Linked DNA regions of Mus musculus: region 2 is linked to region 1. A link is a contact called in public Hi-C data. All regions are on one chromosome and are shown on one strand. The core of a region is the stretch at or near the end of the contact, and the rest is flanking DNA. Distances in the headings are between cores, read along the strand shown. Region 1 has its middle 100 kb from the start of Gm42264. Region 2 has its middle 200 kb from the start of Gm25173.

Region 1 (7,827 bases), core at 3,910-6,409:
GCCAGCATTGTTTCTTTCTTTCTTTTTTTTTTTTTTTTTGTCTTTGGGTGTCTTAAAATTTCAGGGAGCTGAAAGCTACTGAACCCAATATGTTAGAATATACTACATCTACAAAATATTTTGCTGTGTTAGCATGAGCTCTCTCTCTCTCTCTCTCTCTCTTTCTCACACACACACACACACACACACACACACACTCACACACACACACCCCTGAGCACAAGCACTCTTGTTTAATCTTACATTGATTAAAATGAAGAGTGCAATATTATTCTTCGGTTCATATTCTATTTTAGTTTTTGTAGAGCAGATATCACCAGTATAACAAATGTTTTCTAGTCTTCATTTTGATGAAAGAAAAAAAAACAGATCATATTATATAAGTGTTAAGTGCATCTTATATTGAATACTGATAATCGTAATTTTCTGTGAGTATTTCCTAAGATCAGTCATCTATTTTATGACTGTACACACAGAACTTCGTCGCTTGAACTTTTTCCGCTTTATACATAGACATTTTTATAAAATATTCATAAGAAATTGTTGACTGTAGAACTGTGGCAATTCTCTGGAGTGATCCTGGGAGTTTTTCCGTCAATGAGCTCCATGTGGCTCTGGCAGCATGGGCTACGCTCCATAAATCAGACTAAAACCATTTTATGCTACTTTCTAAAATTACTGCTATCAACAAAACCCATGAGCCTGAATTACTTAATCTATGCAGATGTTGTTAACTGCATTAATTATTTAATTCTGGCAATAAAACAGCAGTTGTATTTGCCTTCATACAGACAAACCATTCACAGGGTTCGCTTTTTGAAAGAATGTGTAATAATATAACCACTAGATGGGAGTAGACAACCTTCCAAGCAATGAACAGTTTGCCACTGGAAGTCCCTAGACTTTGATGTAAGGTAATTCTAGGTTACTGTATCACATTTCTAACCAAAGCTCAAAGAGGATCCTTTGTTAACTATTGGAAGTTACATTGAGATTGAGTTGTTTATGTCAAGAACTGAACTGATCTGAAAACACTTTCCTCTCCAGGGCCAGGATTGTCATCTATATGATTTCACGGTGAGCAAAGGACGCAAAAATATACATTTTTTAATGTCTTTACTGACACAGAACCCACTTTAGATCATAGTTAAGAAACTAGTAGTTTGACAAATTAAATTCTTCGTTTTGAAGTACAGCTGTGTTCTAAAAATAATTACATAAACTAGACCTGAAAGAGAGGAATCGACTAAGCTCCCGCTGTCTTAAGAAAGATGGTTAATTGAATAGTTCATGCACATGTGCTGAATAATAAGCACCTCCAATCAAAGATAAGTATAAAACAAAATGAATGTTTTTAACTGGGTGAGCTGTGCCAGTGAGCCTCGACCGGTCAATGAAGTTATAATTGGTTCTAATTACAACATTTCAAGATGTTAATGATTTTGTTGTTGTCATTGTTAACCTGTATCTAAATCAAGAACAAAGGTAAAATAAAAAAAAAAAAGTTAGAGGAAGTAAACGTAAAATGACGAAGCTGCATAATTCTTTCACCTTAGTAACCATATCCAAAACTCAGATTACTTTCTAGTGAGGCAAAGATGGATGATGCACAAAATGTTCATCTTAAATGGCAGTAAAGTTTTTCCTCAAGAAAAAAACTGTAATCTTAATTTTAAATGTTAAAATGAATCTTGCTCATTTCATTATTGCTCTTACCACCCGTAGCAACACAGGCAGTGCAGTCATCAATATAAGGCAAAGGCTATATTGTCTGTTGAAATCTCAACCCTTACGACTCTTCTCAATTCCTGAAACCTGTCTGATTTTCCCTGTACAGCACTCATCTTCGAATCAGATTTGAGTTTTATGATAGTATGCTTTATTCATTTCTAATTGTTACTTATAGTTCAATTATAGATGTATTCTCTGGTTTCTCTTAATAATATGCTTCAGAAGGTTTTCAAAAATTAATCTCAGACTAGATTTTCTATATTGGATATTGTAACCACATTTTCCTGATTTCAAACTCAGAAGACCACTACTATTCAATTATATCTTCACAGATGTAAATTTTACTCCAGTTTTAATATTTTTTTCAAGTTAAATATTATCATTTTTAAATGGCAAAAATTTAATAATATGTTTTATGGCAATTTTGCAAATTTAAATAACTAAGTAAATGTTAAATATGTCTCTTATGCTATTAGCTTGTAATAATACGTCTGTCAAATTATGAGCAAGAAAAGTTGTCTTTGTAATAGTAGATAATAAATGCAATTTTAAAAGAATATTCTAACTAGATTTAAATATCTTTATCACAGCATTAAGGAAAAAAGAATTATGTAGTAAAAATAGTAAAAATAACATTATTTTTCTTTAATATGTTTTAAAATAACCATTCTAATTCATACAAATGTTAAAATCATATGAAATCAGCTTAGTCTTTCAAATGCAAATGTTACTATGAGCTTTAAGGGGATGGTAAATTGATTTCTGAAAAACAAGGCTATCGCTAGGAAACACATACAAATTTCAATTCAAAATCAAAAGTTATTTAATTATCTTATGTGAATAAGCCTTAACAGAGTTAATATAAAAATTCTTATACTATAATTTAATCATTTTAGTAAGAAAAGTAAAAAAAAAGTTACTAAATGGTTATTGTTCTATCTTAGCTTTAGTTTTAAATAATACAAATATTTTCATGTATAGTTACATTTATTTAAATTTTCCAGTTTTAGTACTATAAGGGTATACATTGATTAATTTTTGGAAGGAATGTAGTACTAAATGTGTTTACATTTTTCTGTTTTCTTTGGCCACCTACATTTTTTGCATAATTTGTTTTAGCATCTTACTGGGCTTTGCACCCTTTACTCTCTGCTTGTTTGAACAGTTACTTTGGACTCTCTTCAGTATAAAACCTCATAATAGCCACAAAAAAATGCACTGAGTGTAAGTGTTCTGCTGTATTTAAACTTTCCTATGTGTCCACTCCTCCATTAATAAAGACTGGCTTAAATATTTTTAACATAATTGAAAAATTTTTTATGTGCATAGTTTTGCTTGCATGTGTGTTTATGCACTGTGTGTGGAAGCCAAGTTTTCTAATCATAGTAAAATGAAAGAGTGAAAGACCTTATTAATTGTAAGTGACTAAATATAACATGTATTTATTCTATTATAATTTCTTAGGTGCTGTTAATATTTTATCTGATAATAGAAACATGGTTTTGCAAATACCCATACATTATATTACCCTATTCCCTTGTAAAATCACATATACTCATATATAAAAATACTCATATATATATACATATATATATATATATATATGTGTGTGTGTGTGTGTGTATAAATACTCATGTTGTAAACAATATATATACTTATATATGAGTATTTTTGGAATTTATGTATCAATTTATCAAAGACAACTTTTGATATTCACAAAAAATTGAGATGTCTTAATAGGAACTACTTAAATCCCTTTATGTATTCTAATTTAGTTCTTGATAGCCAATCTTGAAATCACAGAAAAATCTAAAATGACTCTGCTGTGGATGTAGTCCACACAGGTTTTTTTTTTTTCTCCCCTTTTTCTTTTTCCTATTTCTGGTGTCCATTTTGAAAGAAAAAAAAATGTGTATGCTAAATATGGAAAGAGCAAGCAGTCTTTCCTTGAAACAAGAAAAAATATTAAACTACATTTGTTTGAACATGCCCAAAACAAATTGAATGAAACTGAGGAATATAAGCTGGCTCATTTTTGCTTTTATTTTACTTGCATTATGTCTCCTTGTTTTACATTATTACTGTGTGAGAGAAGATCAAACACTGAAGCTTCAAGTAAGTGCTGCGGCCCCACCCTTCTCATGCTGAGACAAACTTGCAAGTCACCCAACCTGACAGGAATAAGCCACTCCTGTACACATTTTTCCTCCTCCTCCTCCTCCTCCTCCTCCTCCTCCTCCTCCTCCTGCTCCTGCTCCTGCTCCTGCTCCTCCTCCTCCTCCTCCTCCTCCTCCTCCCCCTCCTCCTCCTCCCCCTTATCCTCCCAAATCACAGAAATGTTTTAGGAATTAATGGAATCACTTTTTTAAAAATATATTCTCAACTGGGGAGAAAATGTTCTGAGTAAGTACAATGGGGTGACATAAGGCAAAATATCTTTCTAAAGGAGCAACTGCAAATATGAAAGAGATGGTAAAGCAGGACAGTGAGCATGCAGAGAGAAGCGAGTTGGCGCGTCTGACATTATGCATATAGCACTGCAGCTCTGGAAGGCCCAGTCATGACCGAGAGACAGTGGTACCTGGGGTTTTATACAAGCTCAATAAGTAAAATGGTTTCATTAGGACCTGTGTTCTGTGTGTCTACAATCAGCCTGTGTATTATCACATATAATACCACCAATAGAACAGGCTTTGTTCCTGCATCCGACACTGGGCGTTGTGGTAGAAAAATATATATTCTTCACATACACATATATTTTTTTACCTGTCCACTTCTGTTTACCCAGCTGAGATTACATCTCAAACTACTGTTGGTAAACAGCAAGGAGTGAGAGATTTTTCTCTGCCTTCAAAATGAAAGAAACAGCTAATCTTTCATAAATCCTGAACTTAAACAACGAAACACACAATACACACGGCATTATATTTTATGGTCCATTACAGCGTATCTCACAGATGATTCTTATTCTAATTACACAGAGCTCATGAATGAGAACGTGGGGTGTATTAGAAAAGCCAGAGAACAAGGGCGAGCAAAACTCTGGCTTCAGCACTTCCTGAGAAAGGAGCTCAAGCTGTTGTAAACAATCTGATTTGATTTGGGAATTTTTCAAGCTCTCTTAACATAAACTTCATTTTAATTGCAGAAAAATCTTCCAGAGGGAATGGTTTTATAGTCAACACATAAGGTTTGAAAATCTTGGACTTCCTGCAACAATGGGTTCAAATCCCAACAGTGCCCCCATCCTTTGGTGGTGGCTGAGTTAAGTACCATGCGCATGTATATACATGTGTGAGCGGATATTTTACAGATGAAGCATCCAGAATGAGAGCATTCGTTTCACCGTGTGAAGTTCCCAGTGCAGTTTTCCTAAGAACAGAGTGTGTGGCTCATGAATGACTGCAGCTTCTGGGAACCTTGCCAAAAACCTAGGGAAACCAAGAGTGTGGCTTTGCTCTAAAGGAGATTAAACTCCCTATTTAAAAGCTCCCTATACTCCACCATTGTGAGGCTTACACTCATTACTTTTTCCATGTTAGATGGTGAGTTAATACACATGTCTAACTGCAATATCTTAATTTCCTTCTCCCTCTGTGTCTCAGAGTTAGTGGACTCACTATCACGTGCACCGTTCAGGGTAAGGATTTATAATAGCATGTACCAGATGCTATTGTAGGGGAAATAATATGAGAACTAGACAGAAAGTCCAAAAGAATAACTGACCAACAATAGTTATCATGGCAGGAATGTTAAAATAAATATATTTTAAGGTGTGAGGTGACAACGTAAACTTCTCTTTGGATCACTTAGTTGTCGTTTTCTACATACATACGGAGGTTTCCCATTATCAAGTATTTATAAAATGGATTAAGGGGAAGGATGCGAATGAGGATGCTGTTCATCCTCGTGCATCATTGGTTTACATGTGTGGCTATACATTTATACGTTATAAGCACAAAATATTTGTTAACTTAATCAGAATAGCTGTTAATAACATCTTCTGTTGTCTAATGGATGATGGCATATAGTATACACACACACGTATATGTATATATACATATATATATATATATATATATATATGAAATATGTCCACTTTACGTGACAAATTAACAACTAAATATAACAGATATAACTAATTCTTAAGTGTTTACAATTTTATACAGTGATATTATATCAATGGAGCATATGAAATGTGATTTGAATTATAGCAGAAACAACAATTTTCTGCTTCTGTAGATATTTTCCTGATCATTTCTTTGGATCTCTACTTAAAGAATTGTTATAATTTAATCAGAAATACATAAACAGTAGTATTAATAAATTAGAATACTACTGTTTTCGTCACCTCAAGGTAACATCTAAACTCAGAATCTTTATGGAGATGACATGTTAAAGTCAGTGTAAATGTCATCTGAAAAGCCAGAATGCATCCTAAAACTTAAAGTTTTTTTTTTTTTACTAGTTGTGATTTTTACATTATATTTAGCAATATGGAAGTGCTGAAATGTACAAATAAGGCATAAAATAATTATTCTATAAATATTCCAATAATTAAATTGAAAAAAATAGATTGTAATTAAACAACATTTGGAATTAAAGGTAATACTAAAAACTATTGATATGATTAGACCCTGCAGAAAGCTGATTTTGTAACTTTAAACATTCTGTCTTGAATACGGGCTTTGTATGTTTTATACTCTTGCTTTAAAGAGAACATTGGTTTAGTATTAGAGAAGTCTGGTGCTCAAAATGAGACATTAGCTTTCCTATTCCCCTTTCACTGTATTAAAACAAACCAAAAGAAAATGAAAAAAAACCAAAAAAAAAAAAAAAAACAAAACAAAACTTTGGAGTTGTGGCTATTTACAGCATGATGGCATAATGATATACATAGAGAAAACAAAAACATACAAATGAACTAAATTCTAATATAAATGAGGAATATTAGAAAATCCATATGGTGAAAATTGAAAAATAATTAGCAGGAGTTGTCCTTTGATCTCCATATGTGTATTGTAACTCATAAACACAAATAAATAAATACAAATAAAAATTGAAACAAATTAACCTTAGTATAAAAACACAAAGATCATAAGGATAATTTTTATAATGCTATTTAAAATCAGTGCAAAATATCTGTGGGAAAAAAAAGCATAGATTAGAAGAAATACATATGTGAAGCATATATTTGATAAAAATTATATGTAAAAATAATAGTAGTCAAAAGAAAATGGCCCAAACTTCTATATAAGCATAAAAAATGATGTTTTCACATGAAAGCATAACAAATTACCATAGAGATAAATAAAATTTAAGACTTATACTACATAGTTTTTCAATTTAAATGAAAAATTTCTAAATAGAAAATAATGGTGAAACAAAGTAAAACTTTGAATATGGTGGCATTTTTGGCTTAACTTGGCAAAACAACTTTTAAAAATGTAGCATAATGCTGGACAGAAAGAGATAGATGTGATGTAGCCATGGAAGCATGTTCCTTCAGCACAGCCGAGTCCTGTGCTCCAAATGAGGCAGCTTTGGTTCTATTGACTTTTCATTACTACAAAAAACCAAAAACCAAAACAAAAAACAAAAAACAAAACAAAAAACAAAAAAACAAAACAAAAAACAAAAAACAAAAAACAAAATCAAACAAAAAGCTTTGAAGGTGTAGCTATTTACAATATTATGGCATCATTATATACAATGAGAAAACTAATGCATACAAACATGCTAAATTCTAATAAGGAATATTCGGAAATCTATATGGTGAAATGGAAAATAACTACCACAAGTTTTATTCTGACCTCCACATCTGTATTGTAACACACACACACACACACACACACACACACACACAAATAAATAAATATAATAAAGTTTTTTTTTAAAGCAAAATGCTCTAGAAAAACGCAGATATTGGGATATCGACTAGATTAACACTGACAGCACCATCACAGCACAAGTGAAAACTAAATAAATTCTCCATCAGCAGTAGATTATACGAATGAATTATGATTAGTGGGAAAGATCGTGTATATATCAGTAAGGATAACCAAGTAGGGGATATAAATAATGTCATAACAAAAA
Region 2 (7,827 bases), core at 1,444-3,943, 560 kb after region 1:
ATTATATCTGGGAAACAGTTACTGGAATGTGTTCCTTTAAGAAATGGATCTCAAAAGAGAACAAGAATATTGCTCAGCCAGTGAGATGGTGAAAAATGGCTGGCTGCATCTTTGAAATGGGTATTGAATTGCTAGAGACTGCATGAACACTGGGAAATGGAGAAAAACGTGATGGCATTATAATTCCCTGCATGATTGTAATGGAAAGACTACTTAAACTGCAAGCTGTGTTAACTTCCAAAAATAGAGGATGAAACCTAACAAATGGGAGATGGTACTTTCATTATTTGTACACTTATTTGAGCATATAACAATGTTCATATAGGAGGAAAAATTGTACACTTAACTTGTTAAAAATAAACCTTTTCATTCAGTTCAAAATGGCTCACATAACATTGTGGAAAGCGATACCAGCATTGAAATTCAAAATAAACAATGAATAAGCTGTTCAACTACAACCATTCAGACTCTCACCATTATACACTGATAGACTTATAGAGAACAGCTATTAAAAATCAGAAGTATTATTTCTCAAGTGGTTTCTGATAAGCCAATATCTGCGATTGATTCTTATAAATGCTTTATGAAATAAGATGATAAAAATATTGGATAAATGCATAGAAAATTATAGAATTATAGAAAATTATATGAATACTTTGTCCATAGAAAACTTGGTATATTAATACATTAAATATTTATGAAATTTCTATAATAGTTGAAGTATGATCTTAAATCTAATTATGCTATCTAATGCATACATGCATGAACATTCATGAAAGGGAATTAGCTTTATATCAAGAGTTAAAAAAAAATCTATCTATGATGCTATTGGTCTACATTTCCTGCTATAGTTGCTTAGTTGCTGATCTTCCTCTCCATCTTCAATGTATCCTTAGAGTTCTATTTCATTGTACTAAATAATATCCTGCTGAAGTGCGTTCATTGTGGAAACACTGTGGGTCTTATTTGAGGCAGAGTGAACTTTTGGGTTTTCATATAGTTGCTTTGTAAGTAATTGGAGTGAATATAATTATAGTTTTAAAGTGTTCAGAGAAATTGCAATTGCCACAACCTTAAGAAAATCCATGTAGGATATACTTGGAATTATAAGGAAACATTCAGAGAATTAAATGTTTTATAAATGCCATATGTGTCTTTTAGTATTTCTAGGGCATTAAAGTAACCAAAGTTTTAGTAACTAGTCTAGTAAACTGTGGTGTCTTCAATAGTTCCCATCTTCATTTGCAATCCAATAAGCATCTGATAAAGTCATTCAAGCAACAGTTTTTAATTGAGCCAGATATGTTCTGAAAAAAATACCAAATAAGTTAAACTTCAATACGATTCTCAATGTTTTAAATTAAACTATAATGAATGTCATTAGATTGATTTCAAGTAGAGTAGTACATATGAATCATTGCGGCAGTGATATATTTTAGGGTTTCAAATATATGTAAGTGGAATTTTTTATTAAAAAAGTTTCAGAGAAAAATTTTGGATTATTTTTCCCTTATATAGTACATATACAGCTGTGATGACCTCATTTGGAGTGCAAAATCCCTAGGTAAATGGTAAAAACAATAGTCAACTTTCTGCCCTCCGGAGAGTAATTATTAGAACAACCTCTGTAATCAGCACATTGGAACATATGGTAGCCAGAGGGCTTCATCCTAGTTATGAGTGTTGATAAATAGCCCAGGGAATTCACAGTAGCCATGCACAGGAGAAAGCATCTACCATGTCTACACCCAAGTGATGTTGCTTTGAGCATTATTTTCTGGCTGAGTGGCAAAGCATTCAGTTATTTTAAACATTAAAACTTGCCTTCCAACAAATCCTTAAACTTTGTAAATCATTAGAAATCCAAAATAAAATGATTTGAGACTATATGCCCTTTAATTTTACGTGGCCATTTGATCACTTCTTTTTCTGTCCCAACCTTTGGAAAATGTATTCCTAAGGCACAAGAGTATAAGAAATGCAGTACTAGTGCATGAAAAAGTATGCTGTGAAAACAACCGCATTTTATAATTAGGTAGATGAGCAATTAATGTTCACTATATAAAAATTGTAAAGTCAGAAATGAGTAGGACTACATTTTCATATATAGACTGTTCAAACTCTTGTATATTAAAGACCCTAGTGATATCATTAAATTGATGCACACAAATAAATGGTAGAGCTGGAAAATGTAAGTTTTGGGTCACAAAAGCTGAGGAGGTAATGTGCTCCAGAATGCAGAGTCACAGAGCAGATTCTATCCAAAATTAACCAGATGGCTTGGGGGTAGGAATCTGGTGTTCCTGTCCTTGCTATCCAGGGACAGCGGGGAAATCCATCAGCTATGTGCTCTGTGCCCTAAATCTCTTCTCAGCTGAACTGTACTTTCTCTGCTTAAAGTTAGTAATAATATTTTTCTAATGTGCTATTTTACAAAGTTTTTTTTTAGTGAGCAAAGCAAACAAGTTTGACTTACTAAGAGCTAAAATCTGAAAGCATAAATGAATTTCATTTTAAAATTGTATTACTTAGAATTCCAGTAACAAAAGACTGAATTGCTTTATTTGTGAGTTCAGAATCATTGCAATAATAAAATAAGAAGCTCAAGGTACAAAAGCAACCCACTCAGTAGAAAAGGATGCCAAATATGGCCACAATCTCTTAATCATATTTGCTACTAACAAGGCTAATCTTTTTTTTTCCAGGTCAATGTCTGCATCACAAAGAGGAAAAAGTGGTAAGAGAGGTGATGACTGTTTCACACTTGTCTCAAAATTGAAAAAAGTAGCATTTTCTTACACACATTTTCAAAGTTATCATAGTTGCTAATTAATGTTGAAATATCTTGTTTTCCTGAAGATTGCGAGGCAAAATAAAATAAGGGTAGAATGAAAGCAAACTTCGCATGTTATAGCAACTTCAAGCATAGCAACAAAAATTACATCAACTGACATGTCCACTATGAGAATTAGAGGGAACTGGGAAGAAATAGGAAATGATGTAGTTATAACTGAGAAGGAATACATTCATAAATATATAGGTTTGTATATATTCTATGAAGGCAAAGTGTTTTCTTTGAGCACACATTGAAATTACATTCCTAAGTGTTTAGAAAATATATGTAACATACATTTTTAGATACCAAATGACCAAGTAACAATATTTCTTATTTACATACCATCATTGGAAAATCCTATTAATTTCAAATAAGTTCTTTTGTTCTCCAGGATAAACGTCAGATCCCAACCCTACCTCACTGAGACCTGAATTTGGAGGTGATGAAAATGGATGAACATTTTTGTGCACTTTTTTGGAACGGAGATGAAAATATCAGACTGAATTAAAATTCATTCCTTTCTTCTATAAATAGTATCCACTCAATACTGTTATGAGCATGCCATGAGTAAAGACTTTTCTCATCATTAATGAAACATTTTCCTATCCGAATGAACGCTTACTCTAGGAGAAGGTTCATACTGTAAGGCGACTCCAGTACCTCTCACATGAAGTCAAATATATACTTTTCATCAGCTTTCTCATTTGATAACTGATTTATTTGGCATTAAGGAAAAGAATAAAAAGTAAAAGGTGAAAATGCAACAGACATTTCCCATCCTTCATTTCCTGCCCCTCTCTTTCCCTTTCACCTTCTCCTTTCCTTCCCTCATTCCCTCTGTCCTTCCATTTGCTCTCTGTGTCTCTTTATCTTATTTCTTCTTACTACTGTTTTCTTCCTGCCCCAACCCCAACTTTTGCCACCTTAAGTCTTGTGAAGTACAACTGTCTGACCTCACACTTGTAATGATTCTTCAGTCTTTGTGTCAGGATCACAATCAAGTGAATTCACACCTGGCTTTTACATTATATTTCAAATTAAAAATTTATCTATTAAGTTTATTTTATTTTTTATTAGGTATTTTCTTTATATACATTTGAAATGCTATCCGAAAGTTCCCTATACACTCCCCCCTGCCCTGCTCCCCTACCCACCCACTACTGCTTCTTGGCCCTGGCATTCTCCTGTCATATAAAGTTTATGACAGTAGGATTCCTTTAATTCTGTAAGTACTGAAAACAACATTTAGTGACTAAGTTGCTTTCTTTATCATGGCAGATCCGAGACTGGAAAAACTTCTACTATAATATTTCAAAATTCTATAAAATAATATTTTTTAAAAACATGTTAACCATGTATTTTTCAGATATTTATGCAAAGGGCCATTTCTGGACCATCAAGTTAATATTAAGAAATAGTTCATTATCTGCATTTCCAATATTTCATTGTACAAAATCATTATAATTATAATTTATGATGAATTTCTGTGAGTGTATTTCTTATAACCATGAATTGAACAATAACAATTCATATTTCATATTATTAAAAGTTATGACTATCTCCATCATAGAAATACTAGCTTCCCTAACCTGTGTAAAGAAAATTTAATAGATTCAGGAGGTATATACATTCCATTTCTAAAAAGATGGAGTTACATATATGAGGGGGAAATAGAAAAGTCTTTATCAAAAAATGTATTTTAATGATTTGACTGGTTAGATTCTTTGTAGTCTTATACCTATTTATATCCTAGTAAAAGTTGAATCAGCAGCATAATTAGAAGTATGGAAATGATGCAACACATGACAGTTGGTTCAAATACAATGCACTGAATGCATAAGATCAGAATAGTGTTACCTAGGCAAATATAAATTGACATTTTAATGAATGTTTGTGTATTCTAGTTTTTTATTAGTTGAAACAGTCTTCAAATGCCAGTGTGGATATATATATATATATATATACCTTCCTGCAAGTTTTGATGCCTGGGAGAGAAGTTTAATACTATTTATTGTTGTTTTATTGTTTTTTGGGGAATGATACTTGCTTTGTGTCATTAGAAAACAAATAGGGCTGAGACAATAAAGGAAATTAAGAGAAGAGGAGAAAGTTAACCCAAATGATTGGTTATGGAGGGGGATACTAATATACATATTGTATGAAAGAAGACAGGAGAATTTTCAAAGTTAAAGGATTAAGCATAAATGAAGGTAGGGGAGCGATAGGAAGGAGGGGATAGGGATTTGTTTAAAAAAAAGAAAATATTTATGTAAAAGGCTTTTGAAAATCCATATTACTTAGAAGGTATAAAGCTATGCTGAACAGTGTGTGGGTCAACTTGTCCTGCCTCCATATAAACTTACTTTATCTTATGAAGTGTAACCTTTATCAGATTCTGGCTCTATGCTATCACACTTCCCATCTCCTAAAAAAAAATAAGCTTCCTATACCATTATTTTTCACAAATTACTCAGTATGTAAAACACAGTTTGCTACAGCAGAAGAAAACAAATAAAAACAGAAATTGATTCTATGACTCTTCTCAGAGCAAACACATGAAAATACTTGTGACTTTGGGTAGAAGCACAATGGGTAGAAGCTGGAAGAATTTTCAGAAAAGTAAGAATTAAGAAAAACTATTAGGCCATGAATTGGCTGCTAAGAGTGATTACAGTGAGAATCCCTCATTCACGAGGGAAAAAGACAAGACTTGCAATTTCTTAAAAATTACATGAGGTTACAGCCAAAATGGAAGTAGAATTATGATCAATATAAAATATCATTTCTGATAAAAATTGGTTAACTTTCTTAGAAATTAAAATAGCAAAAGTTTTCAAAGTGCATAGTTCATTTTAAACTTGTAACTGGTATGTTACACATATAAGTGATAGGTTATGTTTCCATAAGTGGATTCATGTGTAGTGTTTCCATCAGGTTAATCATGTGCATCAACTCAAACACTTAGCACTTGCTTTCAGAATTCTTGTGCAGCTTTGCAAACTGAATTATTTTATTTGCAGTCATCCTACTATGAGGTGCAGTTAGTGTTTCTAAACTTGTGGTCCTTTCTCACTGTTTTGGGATTCATCCAGAAACCTTTCACTGTTCCTCCTGTTTTATGTCTCACAGTCCTGTGGACACCACACTACTTTTCAATTTCATGAGATTTATAATTCACGATTCCACACAGGTGAGACCATGTGACACTTGCTTTTCTGTTTGAGAATCATCTCGTTCAATCTGATCTTCTTTCTTTCCATGTTGTCCAGCAGAAAGTTCTCAGGCTTTTCATTACTGAACACTCTTCCATTTTGCACATACCATGTGTGTTAATGCATTTAACAGTTCATGAGAATGGCACTTAAAATGTTTCTCTTTCATCTAAATTTGATGTCCAGTCAACCCCCCAACCAACTGATATTCCAAACATCTCCGTTCTATGAACACTATTTTTCAGCCATTTGAAGTATGATTTTTCATGAAGAAGAAAAAGAAAAAAAAAGAAAAGAAAGAAGAATTACATAGTGAATAGATTTGCAAGAGGTATATAGGAAGGCATGAAAGGAGATGTAGCTTGTGAAAACAAGCTGTTACACCCTGAGCATAGGAGGCAGGTCCTGTGAGGAAAGAGTTCAGAAGCCTTAAAAGCATCATGACATAATAGGCCATGCTAAGCTCAAAGTTTCACCTGGATAATCATGAGGAAACTATTACTGGAGGATACAAACAAAGCAATCAACATAAAAGATGTCACTAAGCTTAAAGGAGCAAACATCTGTGCACAACAAAACCCAACAGATTTATTAAGCACATTTTGGGTTTCTGGATTTTCAATATTCATATGATCGTTCAGAGAACTTTTCTTTAGTGGTTTCAGAAATGGCGAAAGACATCTCTGTTGACCTGACCAGAATGATATGTTTTTCTAATTTTTACATATTGGAAATAAAATTATGATTTTATGATATGTGAGAAAGGCTTTTGTTTTATGTATAGTTTGTTTTATAACAGACAGGATTTCTCAGTAGCCTTGGATATCTGGAAACACATTGACATAGGCTGACCTAGAACTCACAAAAATATATCTGCCTCTGCCTCTGCCTCTGCCTCTGCCTCTGCCTCTGCCTCTGCCTCTGCCTCTGCCTCTGCCTCTGCCTCTGCCTCTGCCTATCTCTGCTTCCCAAGTTCTGGCACTAAAGGCATGTGCTAGCATGCCCAACTGCAAGAAAATCTTAACGTATTCTTGGGATAGGGATCATATATGACATATTGGCCTTAGCAAAATCTTACTAATTATCATGCCTCAACAAAGAGAAGCACCAAGGTACTTGAACATTTCAGGTAATAACTTAATTAATACATGTGAAGAAAAAGCAAGAATGCCACTTGGGTTTTAAATTTTTGTTTATATAAATTTACTGAAGGAAAGGACATCCAGTGAAGAGCCCATGTACAGTCACCAACCCCCAACACTATTGCTGATGTCATGCTGTGTTTGCAGACAGGAGCCTGACATGGCTTTCCTGTGACAGGCTCTACCAGCACTGGACTGAGACTGATACAGATACAGTCAACTATTGGACCAAACCCAGGGACCCCTATAGAAGCTTTAGGGGAAGAACTGAGGTATCTGAAGCAGATTGCAACCCCATAGGAAGAACAATAGTATCAACTAACCAGACTCCTCAGAGCTCCCATGGACTAAGCCACCACAAATCAAAGAACACACATGGACTGGTCTGTGGCACCCACTACATATGTAAGGGAGGGACTACCTTGTCTGACTTTAGTGGGAAGGGATGCCATGTGTGGTCCTGTGGTGGATTGATGCCTCAGAGGAGAACAATGCTTGAGGTGTGTGGTAGGAGTAGGAGGATGGGGAAAGCACCCTTGTAGAGGCAAAGGGAAGAAGGGATGGGGTGAGTGCTCATGGAAGGAGAACCAGGAAGGGGGCATTTGAAAAATAAATAAATACAATCATTTTTTAAAAA

The links. A called contact is a pair of places that touch in the nucleus more often than the background predicts.
Region 2: a Hi-C map of cerebellar granule neurons shows a contact between it and region 1, with 2.7 times the contacts expected there. The contact joins two enhancer-like sites. A contact is called at or near these places in 3 of 484 Hi-C or Micro-C datasets (cerebellar granule neurons and cerebellum) and 1 of 115 datasets of contacts at active chromatin or transcription factors (embryonic stem cells).

The regions. Positions count from the first base shown.
Region 1 is chr4:26,929,437-26,937,263 of GRCm38.p6, forward strand. No RefSeq gene overlaps it. Among named protein-coding and RNA genes, the nearest start is that of Gm42264, 100 kb to the left of the region's middle. Within about 2 kb of position 5,160, at least 34 of the 459 cell types and tissues checked have an H3K27ac peak or open chromatin away from gene starts, as enhancers often do. A contact at or near this core is called in cerebellar granule neurons, where this site is marked.
Region 2 is chr4:27,495,833-27,503,659 of GRCm38.p6, forward strand. No RefSeq gene overlaps it. Among named protein-coding and RNA genes, the nearest start is that of Gm25173, 200 kb to the right of the region's middle. Within about 2 kb of position 2,694, at least 6 of the 459 cell types and tissues checked have an H3K27ac peak or open chromatin away from gene starts, as enhancers often do. A contact at or near this core is called in cerebellar granule neurons, where this site is marked.